2 separate regions of the Zea mays genome follow, and region 1 is linked to region 2. The links are chromatin contacts, called in public Hi-C maps. All regions are on one chromosome and are shown on one strand. Each heading gives the region's core, a stretch centred on a gene start, on an enhancer-like site or on the middle of the called end of the contact. The rest is flanking DNA. Distances are from core to core; before and after follow the strand shown. Region 1 holds the start of LOC100217046. Region 2 holds the start of LOC100272710 (Ras-related protein RABA1f).

The links. Hi-C and Micro-C count contacts between places; a contact is called where the count stands out from the background.
Region 1: a Hi-C map of endosperm shows a contact between it and region 2, with 3 times the contacts expected there. The contact joins the promoter of LOC100217046 here to the promoter of LOC100272710 in region 2. A contact is called at or near these places in 3 of 25 Hi-C or Micro-C datasets (ear, endosperm and tassel).

What each region holds. Positions count from the first base shown.
Region 1 is chr8:71,803,988-71,807,483 of Zm-B73-REFERENCE-NAM-5.0, forward strand. It overlaps LOC100217046, which reads left to right and starts at 1,776. Exons shown (of 8, transcript NM_001143418.1): 1 at 1,776-1,897; 2 at 2,005-2,205; 3 at 2,413-2,550; 4 at 2,734-2,794; 5 at 3,160-3,475. The coding sequence starts at 2,747.
Region 2 is chr8:71,472,526-71,476,383 of Zm-B73-REFERENCE-NAM-5.0, forward strand. LOC100272710 (Ras-related protein RABA1f) reads right to left here and starts at 2,071. Exons shown (of 2, transcript NM_001147163.1): 1 at 1,698-2,071; 2 at 285-1,000. The coding sequence starts at 1,915. The coding sequence ends at 568.

The DNA.
Region 1 (3,496 bases), core at 526-3,025, 330 kb after region 2:
CCCGCAAGGGCCACCACACAATTGGTGCCTCTTGCCTTGGTTACAATTGAGTATGATCACAAGAATAAATGAGAAAGAAAAGAATGCGATCCAAGCGCAAGAGCTCGAAAGAACACAAGCAAATCACTCTCGCTAGTCACTAAGGGCTTGAGTGGAATTGGAGAGGATTTGATCTATTTGGTGTGTCTAGATTTGAATGCTAGAGCTCTTGTAGTAGTTGAGAAGTGGAAAACTTGGATGGCAATGAATGTGGGATGGTTGGGGTATTTATAGCCCCAACCACCAAAAGTGACCGTTGCTGGCAGCCTCTGTTCGATGGCGCACCGGACAGTCCGGTGCCTCTGCCACGTCACCATTGCCGTTGGATTCTGACCGTTGAAGCTTCTGACTTGTGGGCCCGCCGAGGTGTCCGGTGCACACCGGACATGCACTGTTTGATGTCCGGTGCACCGGTATGGGCAGCCCTGACGTCTGCGCGCGCTGCGCGCGCATTTAATGCTCCGCAGGGAGCCGTTGGCGCCGCAGAGAGCCGTTGCTCCGCTGGCACACCGGACAGTCCGGTGCACACCGGACAGTCCGGTGAATTATAGCGGAGCGGCTGTCGTGAAAACCCGAGGATGACGAGTTCCGGAGGCCGCGGTTCGTTGGCGCACCGGACATGTCCGGTGCACACCGGACAGTCCGGTGAATTATAGCGCGCCGGCCTCCGCGAATTCCCGAGGGCGAAGGGTTGAAGTCGAAGTCCTCTGGCGAAGGGTAGAAAACGAAGTCTACGGGCGCACCGGACACTGTCCGGTGCACACCGGACAGTCCGGTGCCTCCAGCCAGAGGTGCCCTCGGTTGCCTTATTGCTCCTTTGTTGAATCCAACACTTGGTCTTTTTATTGGCTAGATGTGAACCTTTTGCACCTGTATAACTTATACACTAGAGCAAACTAGTCAGTCCAATATTTGTGTTGAGCAATTCAACCACCAAAATTATTTAGGAACTAGGTGTAAGCCTAATTCCCTTTCAAATTGCAACACAGAAAAAACAGCCAAGTTGAGTTTCTCTCCGTACTTCTCCCCCCAATATTTATAATATTTTGCAATCATTCTCTTGTCCATTTCAGCACATAAGTTGTCTTCGCTACGACACCACTCTCGCAATAAAACCAAAACATCAGCAATCTCGTGGAAGTAAGAATGTGAGGTTGGTTTACTTGTGACTGAAACACGAAGGGTAAGTTCATAGAAGTGCTCTAGGAATTCAGCCATTTTTCTTGCCTTTTCCCAATCTGATTTCTCAGGAACACCGAGGCCATTTTCACCTTCTAAATCTAGCCTATAGTATGGATCTTCATCACTATACCTTTCAAATGCCTTTTCATATTGTTGTGCAATATTTAGCATAAGGTATGTTGAATTCCACCTAGTGCAAACATCAAGGGTTAAAAATGCTTTGGTCTGTACTTTTGCTAATTCAGCACATTTCTTAAATTTGACTCCAGGCACAGTCATACTCCGAACAGATTGATAGGATACTCGCATCGCATTCCGTCACGCCTCCTCTAATCCACGGCCTCCCTGAGTGCGTCAGCGCCTCAAACGGTCTATCTTCCTAACGGCCCATTTCTCTATGTTGCGGAAATAACCGCAGCTGGGAGCCCCGCGATCGGCCCATTCTGAATTGGTCCACTTCTTCCGCCACACCCGAAATCAACGAGCATCTTCAGACTAGTCTAGCAAGCTAGCTCCTCACGGAACCTGCGCTCCGATCCGCCACCTCTCTTATCTGAAAACCTCCAGAGTCCAGCCTCCCTTCCGATTCCACCTCCAAGCTCCCAGTCCCAGCCATGGCGTCTCATGATCATCACCACTCCCACTCCCACGACGACCACCACCACCATTCCCACGGGTGCGCGCGCGCGTGCCATCGCTCCTAGAATTCCGCGATCTCGGTCGCTGTCTGCACATCTGACTCGACGCGCTCTTGGTGTGGCATTTAATTTGCTGCGCTTTCAGGGACGGCGGTGGCCATGCGGCTGGGGGATCGTGGGTAGGGGAGGACGGACGCGTGTGGCACTCCCACGACGGCCTCGCGCCCCACTCCCACGAGCCCATCTACTCCCCCGGCGACTTCACCAAGCGCGCGCCGCCGCTCGCCTCGCGCGACTTCGCTGACCGCGCCTTCACCGTCGGCATTGGCGGCCCCGTAGGCACCGGGTGAGCTCGGATGCTTTCTACTACTTGCTTTTACTCCTTCCAAATTCCAATCTCTGGTAGGCTGGTAGCCTACATTTACATCTCATAATTCCGGTGCGGTTACTTGGCGGAAGATGTGAAATTGTGGCGGCCGGAGAGAGACGCGCCTCCACGACATCTGTGTGAAGTTTCTTTCGTAATTCCTACTTGCACCGGTGCAAATTGCAGCTTAATCTGGGGTTAGGTTTGTTCTTGATGGAGGCTTCTGGACATCGATGGGATCTTTGTCGATAAAGCGCTTGCTTGTGCTGATTCATACCCTTTCGTTGGTTTTGTTCCTGAAGCTCCGTCCTGACATTTGGAGTGGTTAGTTGATATGATTAATTTGGAACATTGCATGTACGCATAATCATCCTGTAGATTAGTAGCCTGAATAACATTCTACTACTGAAACCAATAAACTTCATTGTCTGTGCATTGACCAGCACCAGCTACACTTTCAGTTATATGGATCCTGACACTTTTTTGAACATTTTTTTCCTTATTCAGGAAAACTGCCCTCATGCTAGCATTGTGCAGATTTCTACGCGACAAGTATAGTCTTGCAGCTGTACGTGGCACTCTGCCCTCTTATTCTTCTACAGAAGCGATCTGGTTTCCTCACCGAACTGAAAATGCAATGCTACATAAGATTTTCTGCATGCCTGGTCATATAGTTTCGAGATATTCACCTATAACCCAGTGCTTCAGTTTTGCTTCTCATCTTCAGACTTTTCACTTGTAAAATAAAGCAGGTTTTATTTGTCATATTTCTGATAATTCAACTTAAACCAAAGCGTCTTTCACTTTCTTAATCAGTGATTTTACCTGTGCGATGCACTGATATAGAAATAAAGTAGTTTTTCTTCTTGCGAAAATTTCCAGAACATAGAATATCTACAATGAGCCTTTTCTATTTGTTCTCTTCACATTCAGGTCACAAATGATATATTCACAAAAGAAGATGGAGAATTCTTAATTAAACATGGAGCGCTCCCTGAAGAACGTATACGTGCAGTGGAAACTGGAGGCTGCCCTCATGCGGCTATTCGCGAAGACATCAGCATAAATCTTGGTCCTCTGGAGGAGCTATCGAACTTGTACAAAGCTGATTTGCTACTCTGTGAATCTGGAGGAGGTATATTTTTTTACTTGATCCAAAATAAATGTAGGTCATTTCTATTGTTATGCATGTTAGAATCTACGCCGGAGAGACAACCCTGCAGGTTGCCGGCGAGCTCCTACCTCCCAGGTAAGTTTCTCCAGGTATGAG
Region 2 (3,858 bases), core at 821-3,320:
TGAAATAGGGACTTGGTTATGTTTTTTTTTCGCTTTCTACCTATATTCACACATTACCATGGCAATTGGCAATTGCCAAGCATCAGTTTGTACAGGGACGCACTTCTGTTTATGACAGAGAAGAACGTTTAATTACTTCACACATTACCATGGCAATTGGCAATTGCCAAGCATATTGATACAATCCAACGAGTTTATCGTAAGTGATCAATAGGATTGCATTTGCAACATAGCAGCAGTCTAGCAAAGCAAACAGCCTGTTGAAGCAATGCAGCTAGGTTGATAAAGAGAAGCGACATCATACAGATATACACAAGAAATGAAAGCAACAATGCAGAGAAGGCTCTGTTATATGAAAAAAATACGATAGCCGCACACTTCCATGTCCCTAAGCTATACCCGCAGGCTGAATTCCTGAATGAATTAAATGTATCAAATGGCAAAAATCAACGAGACAGCTGGTAACACATGAATACAGCTCAAGGACCATGACTGCAAATAACGTCCTGCGCTCTCTACTGCACAAGTAACCAACCAACCCAAGTACATGTCCTACCCCCTTCCAAGCTAAGACGAACAGCAGGCAGACTTCTTCACTGCGGACACATCGTCCTTGCCGCCGACACTGATGGTCTGGCCCCTGGGAGGCGCTGCGGGGTCATCGCCGATGTCGAGGGCCTTCTTGCTCACGACGTGGTAGATCTGGGTGAGCACCTCGGTGAAGGCGCCCTCCACGTTCATCGCCTCCAGGGCCGACGTCTCCATGAAGAAGGCGTTCTCCCTCTCGGCAAAGGCCTTGGCGTCCTCGGTCGGGACAGCCCTGAGGTGGCGCAGGTCCGCCTTGTTCCCAACCAGCATGATCACGATGTTGGCGTCCGTGTGGTCCCTGAGCTCCCTCATCCACCTCTCCACGTTCTCGAAGGTGACGTGCCGCGTGACGTCGTAGACGACGAGCGCCCCTACTGCTCCGCGGTAGTACGCGCTCGTGATAGCACGGTACCTGCAGAAGCATTGACCGACCAAACGATTAGTTAGCTGAGGTGCAGAAAAGAGTTGAACAGCAGAAGCCACATGAACAATGGTACTCCTATATCACACAGCTAGCAGTCAATCACTCTGGATGGACACACAATTCATAAACACAGTGACAATTATAACAATGAGTGGCAATGTTTTAAGTGGCTTTAATCCACGGGCTTCTACTTTTTCTACAGTATTTTTATTTTGTCTCTATAGACCGTTGATCAATCGAACAGTTCAGCACAGGGCTATGGCTATGATTTCTATCCACTACCTCAAGTCCTCAACAACCATAATTTCATATCTAGCGAAACAACCTGACACCTGCACGATCTCAACAGCGTGTTTCTGGTTGCTAGGAATGTGGCAGATTGAAGACGGCACGTGCGATCACGGACGATGTGAATTGAATTGAACGAGCGCAGATTCTTTCCATTTTTTCTTCTAATGGTGATCGAGGCAGTTAATTTGCGTCCATGTGCAATGGACCAGGCCAACAGCAATTAGGTTAAGAGGGGGCACCGACCAAACTAAGCTACAGAAATCCATACTAGGACGCAGACATGGCAGTCGGTAACGAGTGGACTCGATCAGAGATGAGATACCGGGAAATAAAGGGGTCGACGCGCCTCGCAGAGCACAGGTGGATCTGGGGGATGGGGGATTGGGGGTCGTACCTTTCCTGACCGGCGGTGTCCCAGATCTGGGCCTTGACGACCTTGTCGTCGACGTGGATGCTGCGGGTGGCGAACTCGACGCCGATGGTGGACTTGGACTCGAGGCTGAACTCGTTGCGCGTGAAGCGCGAGAGCAGGTTGGACTTGCCGACGCCGGAGTCCCCGATGAGCACCACCTTGAATAGGTAGTCGTAGTCGTCGTCCGCCCGGTACGCCATCGCCACGAGCCGGTCGGGCGGGCACGCGATACGCGTGGTGCGAGAGGCTGGCGGATGCCTGGCCTTGGGCTGGCGGCGGCGGGACGGGCGGTGGATGAGGAGGGCGGCGCAGATGGGAGGGGGGCAGGGGGCAGAGAGCACGCGGACGCGGGTGCGTGTTTTTTTTTTCTTGGATCAATGCTAGAGACGAGTTCATTTTAATACCATGTTTCCAACTGACCTGTATGTCTCGGGTCTAGCACGGCTATCTGGTCCTAAATCCACCTAGGCATTTTTTAAAACCATGTTCTATATTACGGTCTCTAATTATTGTCTAAAACCATTTTCTAAAACTTTGTATGCAGTGCAAAATATTGTGTTGGGGTCTGCTTCATAGCCGAAGGTCCTGTAAAAAAAACACATTCGGAAGATCAGCACAGAAATAACGCCGAAGCTACCTTTCAGGGAACTTCGGCATAACGATATGCCTTGAGATGAAGGGTTGCACCGACTTAAAGATGAAAAGACAGATTGACCCATGATAGTTTGTGTCATGATTGTAATCGATTGTAAAGGGTGTAAATGTAATTTCACACAGGCTGCGCCCTGTGCTTATAAATAGATGAACATTACCCCCGTACTATTCACGCTGATTTGTACTCGCTTGTGCGTTACGTTTGTTCTCATACCTTCTGTCAAGCCGAAGGTACAAATGTAACCTTATGTTATTCTTATTCGTTCATGATTGTATAATAAGAAATATATTATAATGTCATATGATTATCCATGTTATTTTTCATGTTTCATAGGCTTCATCTTTCATTGATATATGCTGTGATGGTGAAGGCACGTCCTTCATAAACTTCGTCCGAAGATCGTTATATCCTTAGGAAAATAATGCTTCGAAGGACAAAGGACATTAACCATTAATCTACTTTTGTGTTGTCTTGTTCTTAGTTCATAGCATTTGAGAACAAGTCCCCAACAACATTGGCGCCCCCTCCGGTGAACTCACTTCCACTTTTGAGCTGATGGCTTCGTTCAGCAACCAAGCCGAAGCATCTTCGGCTACGAAGCTGGTGCTTCCGATAACAGGCGGCTCAGGTTCAGAGCCGGCTAACAAGAAGCAGAAGAAGGAAGCACAGAGAAGGGTACAACATGTTGGGGTGCAGGGACCCTTCATCAAGTCAAAATGGTCCCACATCCCAATCACCTTCTCCCAAGAGGACCTTCAGCTCAAAGATTACCCCCATAATGATGCTATGGTCATATCTTGTGTCATCAAGGGTTTTCTGGTCCATAATGTTCTGGTTGATACAGACAGTGCAGCGGATATCATATTTGCCAAAGCCTTCAGACAGATGCAAGAACCAGAGGATAAGATTCATGATGCTACACATCCTCTATGTGGCTTCGGAGGAAGGCAAATTGCAGCGCTTGGCAAAATCACAATGCCAGTAACCTTCGGCTTTGTTCGTAACACAAGGACTGAGCAGGTTATCTTTGACATTGTCGACATGGAGTACCCCTATAATGCAATCATTGGTCGAGGCACACTTAATGCTTTCGAAGCAATACTTTATCCAGCATATCTGTGCATGAAGATACCTTCGGAACAAGGGCCCATTGCTGTTCATGGGAGTCAAGAAGCTGCCAGAAAGGCCGAAGGAAACTGGACAGATTCAAAGGCAATCCATAATATAGATGGAGTCGAAGCTTGTGAGCAGTACAGATACAAGAGAGAAAAGGCTGCTTCGGCAGATCAGCCGAAGCCCATGCTTCTATGTGAAGATATAGCAGAACAAAAGGTACTACTGGGGTCTCAGTTATCTGAAGAGCAGGAGAAGAATTTGCTAAGATTTCTATTCAACAACAAAGATGTTTTCACTTCGTCAGCCAATTATCTTTGCGGTGTCAACAGAGATGTTATTGAGCATTCACTCAATGTGGATCCATCTTTTCGG